Regions from separate parts of the Rattus norvegicus genome. Here region 2 is linked to region 1. Evidence: chromatin contacts called from public Hi-C data. All regions are on one chromosome and are shown on one strand. Each heading gives the region's core, a stretch centred on a gene start, on an enhancer-like site or on the middle of the called end of the contact. The rest is flanking DNA. Distances are from core to core; before and after follow the strand shown.

Region 1 (6,459 bases), core at 1,446-3,945:
TATGGGAGACGTCCTCCCACTTGTATAAAGGTCCCACTGCCATCTGCCCAACAAAGGACTCCTTCTAACCTCGACTCTTCCCTGGCAGGGCAGAAGGAAGAGCTCTGGGTCCCAGCCTTCTATCTCCTGGGATACTGTGAGTTCTCTTTCCCTCACTGGGTAAATTCCTGCCCCTCCTCAGGTCCACGGGCAGCACCTCCTTCAGGAAGTTGTCTCTGCTCTTCCAAGATGCAGCATTTAAAGCTTCTCAGTAGCTCTGGGCCCGGAAAGCCAGCAGCTTTCCTTGCAGCCATGTCCCTCCGCAGCTGGGGCTCCTTGGGGGCAGAACTTAGTGTATGCTACCACCTCCCCAGCAGCACACATGTGTGTGAACGCTTCCTAAACAGATTCCAGCATAGAAGTCCAACACACCCTTCGCCAAGACCCTCCACACTGTCGCTGGCTGCTCTCTTTCTGTTCCTTGTACCCTACTTCTTAAAGGTACTACCCACACCAAGGGGTGGTGGCAATGCTGTGTGTCCCTTCCAAAGATGGGGTCCAAGAGATGGTCCCAGTAGGTGATGGGACTGGATCTATCAGGATCTCCCCCCACCCTGTGGAGGTCTAAGGGAGATGTCCCAGCAAGGTTTATTCCAGATGGCCAACAGCCTCTGGCTGAAGTGATGCTTCCTGCCATCCTTCTGTCCCTCACACTTTTGTAAGAGATCACAGAGGCATCCAATCCCACCATCTACCAGCTCCAGCAGGCTGCCTTTCTCACACTTCACGGGAAGATTGCAGCTGCAGGGATGGGCGACTGGCTTTTATTAAAGAACAGTTGCTGAGTAAGTAGGTCACGGCTCACACATGATGGCTGATGCACTGCAGGGAGGAAGGATGCCCACAGGGCCAGATATTGACTTGGCACATGCATCCCCAGGAAGCCACTTCAAGACAACACAAGAACCAGAGAGTTGTGGTGGGCCGATGAGGCAGTTAGGGCTGAGCTCCTCCCATGAGAACAGGTGAGTTTCAGTGGGGTGGACATCCTCAAGGCAGCACACAGTCCACAGCCTTGGCATCTGGCTGCCTGAACTGATAAGTTTAGTATCCAGCAAAGTCCCCTGGCATGGCTAAGACAGGTCCATGGTCTGGGCTTGGGGCTCAATGAAGGAGAAGAGAATGAGGAGGGGGGAGAGGGCTTATGGAGAATGAGAGGGAATGATGTCACCACAGGAAGGCCATCCATCTGAGGCAAGGCTCCAGTAAGTACAGGTAAGTGAGAGCTGCCAGTTAGAATGTACCTCGGAGCCAAATACCCAATATGGCAGATACATGCTTCAATATGGGACAATGCTTCACGCACAGGCACTGTACAAACAATGACTTAGTTGTATCTACACCCACTAGTGTCAGCCCATTTTATAGAGAGGGGAAAGGAGACAAGTGGAGGCTAAGAAGTCAGGGGTGACTGAGTAGGGGAACTGGGATGATCTGAAGGCACCATCTGGCTATACCATTTGGGTGTGTTGTTCTGGCTAAGTCTGCTCCACAGCTGGAAAGCCCGGGGGCTGCTGACAGGTAGCCGTGCCAGTGGGCCTAACAACACTGCTGCTGAGGGCCACCATTGTCATTTCACACGAATGTCCCCAGGGGAGCTGAATCATGACCAGGGCATGCTACAGGGGATTTCCTTTAAACCTGAGGTCTGCCTGCCCCCGGCCTTTTGGCACCTTAATCTTGGACTATAGAACAGATTCTTGCCACCAATGACGATGTTTTGTGAGATATTGCTCTTGTCTCTGGAACTTTGCTAGGGCAACACTATACTCCGCTTATTTGAACATGCATACCCAAGTTTCCCCCTACAGCCTAAAAGTAATATTGAGACACGATAGAGACTAGTTCTCTCTCAGGCACTGGGCATTGGTAAAAATCTTTCAAAATCACAATTAACACTAACAAGTTATTAAGTTTTTCTTGTAAGAGTCCTGGCATTTACTTTCCTATAAGGCAAGGGCAGTGGGGGGGATGAGTAAACTGACTCTAATTGGCAGCTGTTGGCCTCTTATTTTGTTGCTTTGAGCAAAAAGGTTCAAACAGCTGGTGGGTTACCCTTGTGGCATCACCAGCTGTTTTGAAGACTTCACAGATGCCTTAAAAAAGAAAAAAACTACAATAATCATAACTGTGGCTCTGGTTTTCTGTGGCATAGCTAGCCTCAGTCAGGACTGTTCCAAAGTGTCCATATATCAAACTTATTTTGCTATTACGAGCATCCTAAATGTCACTGCAACCACTTCCACCAAGGCCAGAGACAAGAGCCCTTTCCTAGTGGCCTTGCCAAGGCATTGTTGTGACAGGTGCGAAGGGAACAGTATACACGCACTCATTTTCATTTATATGCAAAGTGTGCTGTGATTGGTGCAAATGCAAACCTTTACATGTGAGGTGCAGCCTGATTGGTCCAAATACCCGCTCTTGGCTATGTAAACTGGTTAATCTGGCTTCCTTCATGAGTAGGCTGGGAGACACCAACCTGTACTGCCTGCCCTTGGTGCTACCACACTAGCCCATCAAATGGCTTTTCTTACGGACCAATAAGAACCAGCAGCCAAGCGGGCAGCTAGCCAAGCGCAAAAGCCGCAAGACGGCCAGCCAGCTGCCTGACAGAAGGAGTAGCCAGAACAGGAATAGCAGAGATGGCAAACAGTGCCTAAAAGGGCGTTGGGCTGTGAACAAAGACAGGCTCTAAAGGGCCTGAGAATAGAAACTGTAGTCTCAGGAAGAGCTCCAGGAGCTGACAAGCTTCTAAAGGCCAAGGATCTCAGACACTCAAGGCCTGCGAGCTGGAATATGGGCTGTTGTATGGGCTGTTGTCAAGAACAAAGGGATCACCACACCTAAGCCTTCCCACAAGCTATAATGGCAGCTGCTGTGAAGGGCTAAGGAGTCAGGATGACTTCCTGCAGGCCTACAAGTTTTAAGACTTGTAGAACGAAGGGTCCTGAAGCCAAAGGCCTGTATGAAAGCTGTAACAGTAGAGGGCGCCACCTACAGCTGCTCCCACCTTCCTGCAGAACAACACAGGAGACAAAAGCCACCCAGGACTAGTAATTGAATTGCTTCCCTCTCCTTGCCTGGCCACAATCTTCTCCTTGCCCAGCCACGGCTTCTATCTGGGTAGGGCAGAGGGACTCTTCCCGCTGATTGGTAGCATTACATTTTGCATCATGTTCTAGGCACTGACCATTTTGAAAAGGCAAACTGTCAGATCCTCCATGCCCAGTGCCCAGTGGACGCTTAAGGCCTCCTGAGCGCTCTTCCTAAGCAGGTGGGCCCTCTGATGCATTTCACCCCTCAGGCTCTAGTCCTATCATGGCACATGTGTGCTCCTGAGTTCTCCTCTGATCTCCTTATAGGATCAGTTAACGAGTGTCTTAGCCAGGATCTGATTTATCGTTGAAATCACTCGTAGGACTGGCAAAACAATATAAACAGTTCAAAGGAAACAAAACATTTTGGTAAACAATCCTTTAACATAAAATGTAAAGATGTGTTGTAAAGACAGAACAAGATGGTAAGTATTATTAACTGATGGAAGGACAGTAGGCAGAACCATTCTAATTATAATAAAGTGTGTGTGTGTGTGTGTGTGTTCGCGCGCGCGCATCCACAGAAACCAGGGGTGTCAGATCCCCTGAAGACAGAATTACAGCCAGTTGTGAGCCATCCGGTGTGGGTTCCAGGAACTAAACCTGGATCCTCCGGAAGGGAAGTATGCGCTCTTAATCATTGAACTATCTCTCCGGTCCCTCTGTTCTCCATTTTTGTAGATGTAAACGCAGTACAAAACTATTCGTGTTGATAAATAGTTGGGAATAGAAAGTTTAATTTTAGAAATGTCAGTCAATGCTTCTGATGCTGAATTGGTACTACAAGGGAATTTTAAGCGACTTATCAGCAAAATGACTATTAACGCCGACAGATGACATCCAACTGCACTCTTCACTCTGGTGAAAGGCAAACGCATGGGCAGCCCCTGACTTAGACGTGAACTGTACAGAGCCACTGGCACGGCCTGATCAAACAACAGTACAGACAGCAGTGCTTTGACGGACGCCTTTGTTTGACTCTGGAGTTAGCTCGCCACCTCCAGAGTGGGACGGCATGGTACTATTCTGGATGAGAAAAAGAACTTACAAATGTTAGAAGGATGACTGTGGGTGAGACCCAGGGGTACATTCCTACAGGGGACAGCTACTAGAAAGAGTCAAGATCTGGGAGTGGTCTTCATAGAAGCCCATAAGTCTGTGCACCTCTTTGGCCACAGAACCTGGAGCTGTGGACCATGCTGGGCACGGCCTCTCCCAGAAGGCCTCACCTGGCCCTACTCACCAGTGAGCTGGACTGGTCCTACTGCCCTGGTTTTCTCCTCCCAGCCCTGCTCAGAGGCCCTTAGCTGTGTTCCACGTGCTGTGGATTTTAAGGAACACTGAACCCAACAGTAAACTGGTGGAGGTCAAACTCCTGCCCATCTCCCAGTTTGGTCTGGGCTGGCAAGGCCGCCGAGGTACACAGCGTGGGTCAAAGCAAGGTCAGAGGGATGCACCTGCCTTGGACACCTGAGGCTTCTCCCGAGGTTCACCTTGACTACAGAACCTGGACTTTGCTTCCAAGAAGATCGGTTTTCTAATACCAAGAAGCAAAGTGAAGTCACCAAGGTTCAGCGAGGTCTTAGAAGTGGTCAATGGAAGCTGCATTCTGAGGCCTGAAAACCGGTGGGGATCTTATATCAAGGTTAAGGTTCAATCTTAGCTGGGGCTATGAATTCTATGTTCCTCCTGTGGCTTGTTGGGGGACTCAGACAAGTCCCTTACCTTCTCCAGCCCTCACAGTGGAGCACACCAGGGCTTTCGTAGAGAGTCCAATCTTTCCCTGCTAACAGGCTCGGCTCTAAATGCGGTGTGCCTCTATGGCATGGTCTTCAGTAACCCTTCCTTTCTGTTTGCAAAGCACAGAAGCAGTGCATTCATTCAGTACTGCACTGTGGCCGGGCCCTCGGCCCCTGAGAGTACATGTGCACAGTGCTATCCAACACCACCGAGGAACCGGAAATGATCCTTGGCTAGCATATTTACACAGAAGAAACTGGCAGCAGAGTCCCTACTCCCATAGCTGGATGCCAAGTATTTGCCAGCACACTCCTGGGCCTGAGTATTAAAATAAATTATTCAAACATTGACAAGGGCCAGTCCATTTTAAGACTTGCTACAGAACGTGGAAAGCCCTGAATCTCAAAAGGCTAGTAACTCAGACATCCACTCTCCAGGCAAATCTCCTTCTGAAGTGAGCCTGTATAGTAACTGAGGAAACAGCCACTGAAGCCAACAGCCTGGCCTTTGGTCTTCTCAAAGCCCACATTCCAGCTGTGGCAAAGACAGAAGGGAACAGAGACTGAAGAAGGGAACAGAGACTGAGAGCTTCGTAGGATACAGTGAAGGAGTGGGAGGACACAGGTTCCTTCTCCCTAGCATCAGGATGGCCACTGTCCCCACAGCACATCTTATCACATGACCAGCTTCCTTAGACTATGAGGAGTACCCACACTTTTCAGGGCCATCATGTTCACTCCCTCATGAAGAACTCTTAAAACTGGAGGCTGGTGGGCTGGCGTACAGGCTGTGCACTGCAAACTCCAGGAGACACAGTTCACTACAGACTGGGGATTGAATCATCATCCCTTGAAGGAAACAGGATGGTCTTAAGAGTTCAGGTCAAGGAGGAACTGAGCCCCTGGGACCACTGGGGTGGGGTATGTTGGCTGCTGCATTAATTTCTATGCTGTGTATTGTGTGTAAGCACTCAGCTCTTAGCTAATCCTGGGCCTCCTGCCCCTTTCTGCGGGAGGCTGGGCTTTCATGAAGCCCCAATGTTTCTCGATTTCTACCATAAATGCCCGTTCTTCTGAAAGGACTGAACTTTAACTCTGAGTTGAAAAGCCCAAGGGGAAAGCAAGAGAAGCCACACCCCACAGGGCGCCACCCGAAACACCCAAGGATGAGAAACAGAGGAAGATAGCTCAGAGGTACATGCCCAGGAGACACAGGGGTGAGCAGCATTGGGTTAAAGCCAGCACCTCCTGAACATACCCGAAGAGGGTGGGTTGGAAAGGCTTGGCTTTGATGGCCAACCCATCCGTCTTTCAGACACCAACTCATTTTCCAATGCTGACGAGAGGCCAGGCAATCCCGACATACTCAAAACCAAACTTCCTCTCCAGGGTCAGAGAGCTGTGAAGACAGCTCTGTAGGAGACTCTTGAAGGCAGCTTTGGGATCTGGGAGGACATCGAAACCCATGCTGGTGGGTTCACCATACCCAAGCCCCCCTGACCATCAGGCACCCTGCTTGGCTGGCTAGTCTGGCTTGGCCCAACAGGAGGCCATGTGTACTCACTCCTTAGATGGGCAGTGGTGGG
Region 2 (6,459 bases), core at 1,657-4,156, 39 kb before region 1:
AACCACGACTCAGGCTGAGCACAGACCCTCTCTGAGGGTCTCTCTCCTAGGGAGAGATGAGTCAGCTCTCCTAGGGCTCACTCATCCACACGCAGAAGGCACAGTGCACTAGAGGCGGTAGAGAGCAGTACAGCCAGCTCCTCCCTCTGGGCTGAATGCCAAGGGTGGCTTTCCGGCAGGGACTCCATGTGTGGCCACCCAGAGCTCCGTTAAGATTTGTGCGGCTCTGCTGTCCTGTTTCTCTCCCTTCATAAAAATCCTATGTATTCTCTACACAGTCAGAATCAGCGTTAAAGCCACTCAAGGTTTTAATGCACCCGTCCCTGCGGTTAGTAGACAGCCCTCCACACCGGGACAGTTACTGAAGACATCTTAAAGGTACAACTCACTTTCCCACTTGATTTCTGTAGCTGTAACTGATCAAATTCCATAAGTTTCTTCCAGTCTTGGCGTTTAACAAAATAGAAGACTTCTTCGTAAGTAAGATCGATGCGGTAGTTGAAATCGCCACACCAAAACACATAATCGTGTGAAAATATGTTTCTCCCCTAAGTGGCAGAGAGAGAACACAGCAGAGTAAGGAAGATAGAGGAGGGGAGAGGAGCACAGCTTCGGACATTTCTCCTAAAATGCTAAGTTTCTCACTACGGTATCTCATTTTTACCTAACCCTGTAAACCTTTCAAGAAACCTTTACATAATTTGCTTCTCAATCTTATTTAATTATGTTTTGAAATAGGGTCCCATGTAGCCCAGGACTATGCAACCCGGATAACAGGCTTGAACCTCCATAGTCACTTGTATGCAGTGCAGGATAATCATGAACTGTATCCTCAGCCCCATGTTTCTATTTTATGTAACAGTGCCCTGGAGTGGTCCAAACAAAGCTCTCAAACCACATGGAAAACACCATGCCAATAGTCACTCTGCCACTGCACTCGGCTTGTTATGTCTACTCTGCCACTGCACTCGGCTTGTTATGTCTACTCTGCCACTGCACTCGGCTTGTTATGTCTACTCTGCCACTGCACTCGGCTTGTTATGTCTACTCTGCCACTGCACTCGGCTTGTTATGTCTACTCTGCCACTACTCTCCTGTTAGTCTCAATCTTGAGAGGTTTTTCCCAAATTAGGGAAACTGTGTGCAGCACAGTAAACTTCTCCATCTTCTCTTCCCTGGAGCCAATCATCTCCGTCCCAACCCAGTCCTTCAAGGGTTCCTCCTCAGCACAATGACGGTAGCCACGACATACAGACTGACCACAGTGTAGGGCTCTATCCTGACAGGAGTCTGTGCAGCACAACACTTAGGTGACACCCCCTCCCCCCTCCCCTGTGTATGTTTTGTGTAACTCCCTGAAGTCTGTAAGGCTAGTTCATGATAAAGTTAAAATTCAAACCCAGATCTACCTAGCTTTAAACCTATCTCTCCTCCTCTCCCGAGCTCTACTATGGTATTCAAACCCAGATCTACCTAGCTTTAAACCTATCTCTCCTCCTCTCCCGAGCTCTACTATGGTATTCAAACCCTCCATTAAACACTGATGGCACAGACAGATTAAGGTGGCCCAAACCAAACCATATATCTTTCTGTGGAAGTAGAAATGTTTTCCATGATGCCCAGTAAAGGAGTTATTGGCCAAAGGAGTCTATGCCAGGTGCATTGAACATGACTGGTTGTGGTGATTTGAAAAAGAACTCCCCACCCGCCAGCCTTATATCCTTGAAATGTTAAGGTTGTGGTACTATTTAAAAGGATTAAAAGTTGCTGCCCTGTTGGGGTTGTAGCCTTGTTGGGGTAGGTGTGGCCTCGGGGAAGGTGTGACTTTGTTGAAGTAGGTGTGGCCTCCTTGGGGGTGTGGCCTCGTTAGAGTGGGTGTGGCCTTGTTGGAGTTGGCTGGCCTTGTTGGAGTAGGTGTGGCCTCGTTGGGGGAGGTGTGTCACTAGGGGTGGGCTTTGAGCTTTCAAAAGTTCATGCCAGGCCTAGTGTCTCCCTCTTCCCGCTGCCTGCCAGTGGATCTGGATATAGCACTCTCAGGTAATTTTCTAGTTGCCCTGTCTGCCTGTGTGCAGCCATGCTCCCTGCCTTGATGATATGGACTAACCCTCTGAAACTGTGAGCAAGCCCCAATTAAACACTTTCTTTTTAAGAGTTGCTATGCCCGTTGTGTCTCTTCACAATAATAGAACACTTACTCAGGCACCAGTGCAAGTGATTTTTAATTAATTAAATGTAATTAATTTAATTTAAATAGTAATGCAATCCACACAGCCAGCACAAGAGAGTTAATTTATAGGTTCAATTTTTCTTTCTACAGAAGAAGAAAAAGGATCATGTAGTCAAATTTTCAGTTATTGCTATGTATCCTGAGAATACTGTTTCAAAGTTCCCATTTTCAAGTAAGAAGAGGGGTCAATATACAAATCGAAAGTTCCTCAACTTATTTGTTCTTCAACTCAAGAAATAAAGACAACATCGAGGGTTCAGAGACTTATAATGGAAACCAGATGAACTTTTGCTGTGCAGCCAAATCCCGGGAAGGCTGGTCTTAAAGGCTCTATCATCATAGAGAACCAATCTGTCCAACAAGGGAAGAATTCCAGGCTCTAACCAGCCTGTTAGAATCTGGAAGGATCTGTGGCAAGGATAGCTAACCCACACTTTTCTGGCTAGCAAATGGGGCACACACATCAGGCTGAAGTGTGTGTAGGGGTGGGGCTATCATTTTTCTATGGGAAGGAGAAATCTAAAAATCTAACTGAAAAGAGTCTGTTGGCTTTGGAGTGGAAATCTCTGGGTTGTCACTAGAGGGCAGTGTGGGTGCATTTCTGGAGATGGCAGATGGGTTGGGAGACCATGACTTTTCAGTCAGGATTTGCCAGTTTGGAAACAGTCATAGCTGAATAGCAACGGAGGTATGTGTGTAAGTGTGTGTGTGCATCAAAAGAAAATTAAACCCACACTGACGCCACCATGAAAATGAAATCATACTGCTTGAATCAAATGCTCTTCACAAGACCACCCTGGTTTTAAACACCCCAGAGTGTACCTAAGAATAGTTAGGACAGCTAAGGTTCCAGGAAGTTGAAGTGACAGAACTCTACAAGGGCTGGGCTCCTGCTCCAAGAACGACAGCATGTCTCCCTTCCCCCACGGTGGATTCTCATGGCTTTGGAGGTGGGAGCTCCTATTATCAGCTCAGAAGGCTACATGTGGTAGACTTGGGCAGGCTGCCCTAGTGCATGGCCAACCCACACGCCACTCACCGAAGGGAAGGAGAGCTTGTGCGTGATCTCCCGGTAGTCTTCGTTCCTCTCCTTCACCTGAGACTGCCCAGCCGTCAGGTGACTGCAGATGAAGCAGAAGCTAGTGCTGTGGAACTGAAAGCGGATACCCACGGCGCCCTTATTCCCTGCCTTTCCCCCCATACCGGTCTTCACGGTGTCGATGGCCACATCCCTGGAACAAAAGAACGTCACAGTCCATTGGCTGTGGGGCAAGACAACCCTATTCTAACACAGAGAAGAGCCTCTAGCCAAAAGCTTGGAGATCAACGTGACTGGTCAAGTCCACGGTCCTTCTCACTGCTAAGGACTGCCTGGATGGGCTGCATCTCAATTGGGTCTGCTTAGAAGGGCCTGGTCCTACACCAGTATCTGGTAAAGCTGCAGACACATCACTCCTGTAAAAGGGGCAGGGCCTTAACTGTGGTTTGAAGGTAACAAAAGGTTATGAATGCGAAGCCTGAGAGCCACTGTAGGGCATTCCAGTGGCCCTCGTTATCTGGTAGTGCTTGGCCAGGTCTAGGTCACTTGGCTTGGATGGTGGGGTCTGTTCAATGCCTTGCCTTGTTCTCTCCCCAGCAGAAGTGGCAGATGTTTCAGTGTTGGGCCCCCTCAGCTCTCATGTAAGGAATAAGAGGGACTATGGCGGGGTTGGGGATTTAGCTCAGTGGTAGACTGCCTGCCTAGCAAGTGCAAGGCCCTGGGTTCAGTCCTCAGCTCCGAAAAAAAAAAAAAAAAAGAAAAAAGAAAAAAAAAGAGGGACTATGGCAATGGATGAAAAATTTTGAGAACTAGGAAACAGGCCTAGGAAGCTGGTCCCATACCACCCGTCTCCAAATGCACTGGGGATGCCCTCCTGTGTGTGAGGCCACAGGATCACAGACTACTGTCTAGTTAATGTTTCCATGAGCAGGCCACAGCCAGAGGCCGCTGGACGCCTTTGACTTGGAAGATGAGGGGTGGTGGTGATAAGCCAAGGGGTTAAGTTAAACAAGCTAGAGGCCAAAGGGCAGGAAACTGAGGACAAGGTGCTGAGACCTCAGCTGGCTTTGGGAAATCTGCCGCTCTCCGCCTCACCTCTCCCCAGGATTTAGCATTAGCCTTTACCCAGACTTCTCTTGATAAGCTTAGGGCGTGGCCAAGCTGCCCTAGTAACACAATAGCAGGGCAGGGCCTTAACTGTGTTTTGAAGGTAAGGAAAGGTTATGAGTGTGGACCCTAAGGGCCAGGGTGGGGCATTCCCATGGCCCTTGCTATGTGGTGGTGCTTGGTCAGGTCTCCATCCTCTTGGATTAGTAATCCTAATGCCACCAGCAAGGCCAGGCCACATAGCAATAGGAGGCAAGGAGAAAGCCAGAAAATGGCAAATTCCCTCTCCTGAAAGACACCTATTTCCTAATATTGACTGCTTCTTACACTCATGAAGCCGTCACCTCAGAGAGGTAATAATTGAGAATTCTAGAAGAGGCAAAACAGTCCATGATTCCTGAGTAGTCATTCACCTCTTGTTCACAGCGTTCCTACCCAGGAAATGTGAATGGGACACCCGCTCCCTGCCCTGCCTGAGCTTGCCCCATATCGGTCCTGACTCCTCCTAGGAGGCCAGTTTCCTGAGTTAGGATTTTCCCGTGGTGGCTTTTTAGTTGCCAGACAATATCCAATTCAAGCCCATTTTCCCTCAGGAGTTTTTCTCTGTGCATGGAGAATAATGGCAGGTCCTGTTTCCTGCTGGGGGTGGGGGCTGGGGGCTGGGGGACTGGGGGACGGACGTGAGGAGAACATTACAGAACCAAACACAGACGTGTAAGCCCCGGTTCCCCAGATGCTTATACGCTAAGTGTCCTTACCTGATGAACGGGACGTGGTACGGACGTACAAAGATGTAAAGACAGACGCCCACCAGCTGTGCTGAGGTCAAGAGGATGTACCGATGGGATCGGGAGATGGCTTTCTGGAGCTGCTCACCCCACATCTTCCTGTTGGTGGTGCTGAAAAGGCAGGAAGTCAAGGATATGACAAACTGCTAGTAGGAAGCCCCCATCTCCCATTGCTGACCCCACAGGCTTCCCTATCCATCCATCTGTCTGTCCTCCATTGGACTGCAAGCTGCCTACACCCCCCAACAGGAGTGCCAGGCACCAATCCCTCTCTCATGTGAACTTCTACACATTTTGGATTGGTTTTTGCTGTTCTCCACTGTTTTTGAGTTTTTGGTGGGAATGAGGATTGAACCCAGGACGTTGTGTTCACTAGGCAAAGGCACACACCTCTTTTTATTTATTGAGACTCCTAACTCACTCAGGCTGGCCTTGAACTTACTCTGTAGCCCAGGCAGACCTTGACTGTTCAATCAATCCTTCTGCCTCAGCCTCCCAAGTAGCTGGTGCTATGGGTCTGTGACACAAGGTCCAGTTCCGATTCTAACTTATATATCACAGTAGCTCCCCACCATCCCTGATACCTATGTACAATGAGATAAAACTTCCCAAAAGCCTGTTTTATTTTTTTTTTCTTTCTTTTTTTTTTTCCGGAGCTGAAGACCGAACCCAGGGCCTTGCAGCACTTTCTAGGCAAGTGCTCTACCACTGAGCTAAATCCCCAACCCCAGCCTGTTTTATTTTATTTATCTATGTATCTATTTAAAAGTTCCTTAACAGATAATAGGGTAGCCCAGTGGGTAAAAATTTTAATTTTTAAAATTAAAGTGTTCCTCGAAATAAGACTGGGTCGCCTATGAGAATGAATGTCTAGTTTTCCTTATATTGAGTGTTGATCCAGTGGTTTGGGGTCTCCCCTTCCTGCTTGCTGTAAGGAGAAGCACTTCCCAGCATGCACCCCCACACACACGGCACCCCCCCACACACACGGCACCCCCACACACACCGCACCCCACACACACACAGACACAGACACACACACACACACACACGGCACCCCCTCGGCACCCCCCCCCGTACCCCCCCAACACACACTTCCTGAGACAGTGTGACTCAACCACAGCACAAAGCCCAGGCTGGAACCTACCACAGTCGTCCCACTTTGTTTAATCAGCAGGAAAAGACAAGCAGAGCCCTCAGCCAGTGCGTGCTGGGAATGTAGCCAGAAGGACCCAAACAGCCAGCGCCACGGGCTGCTGGCCCAGGAACAAGATGGCTCCAGGGGTGCTTGGAGCCCC

Evidence for each region. Hi-C and Micro-C count contacts between places; a contact is called where the count stands out from the background.
Region 2: a contact with region 1 is called in a Hi-C map of kidney, with 3 times the contacts expected there. The contact joins two enhancer-like sites. A contact is called at or near these places in 5 of 12 Hi-C or Micro-C datasets (the A7r5 cell line, frontal cortex, kidney and 1 more).

Annotation. Positions count from the first base shown.
Region 1 is chr1:48,959,652-48,966,110 of GRCr8, reverse strand. All of the region lies in intron 2 of Synj2 (synaptojanin 2), which reads right to left. Among named protein-coding and RNA genes, the nearest start is that of Synj2, 39 kb to the right of the region's middle. Within about 2 kb of position 2,695, at least 21 of the 93 cell types and tissues checked have an H3K27ac peak or open chromatin away from gene starts, as enhancers often do.
Region 2 is chr1:48,999,303-49,005,761 of GRCr8, reverse strand. Synj2 (synaptojanin 2) reads right to left here. Exons shown (of 28, transcript NM_001113371.1): 15 at 5,132-5,272; 16 at 3,267-3,459; 17 at 390-548. Among named protein-coding and RNA genes, the nearest start is that of Serac1, 59 kb to the left of the region's middle. Within about 2 kb of position 2,906, at least 13 of the 93 cell types and tissues checked have an H3K27ac peak or open chromatin away from gene starts, as enhancers often do.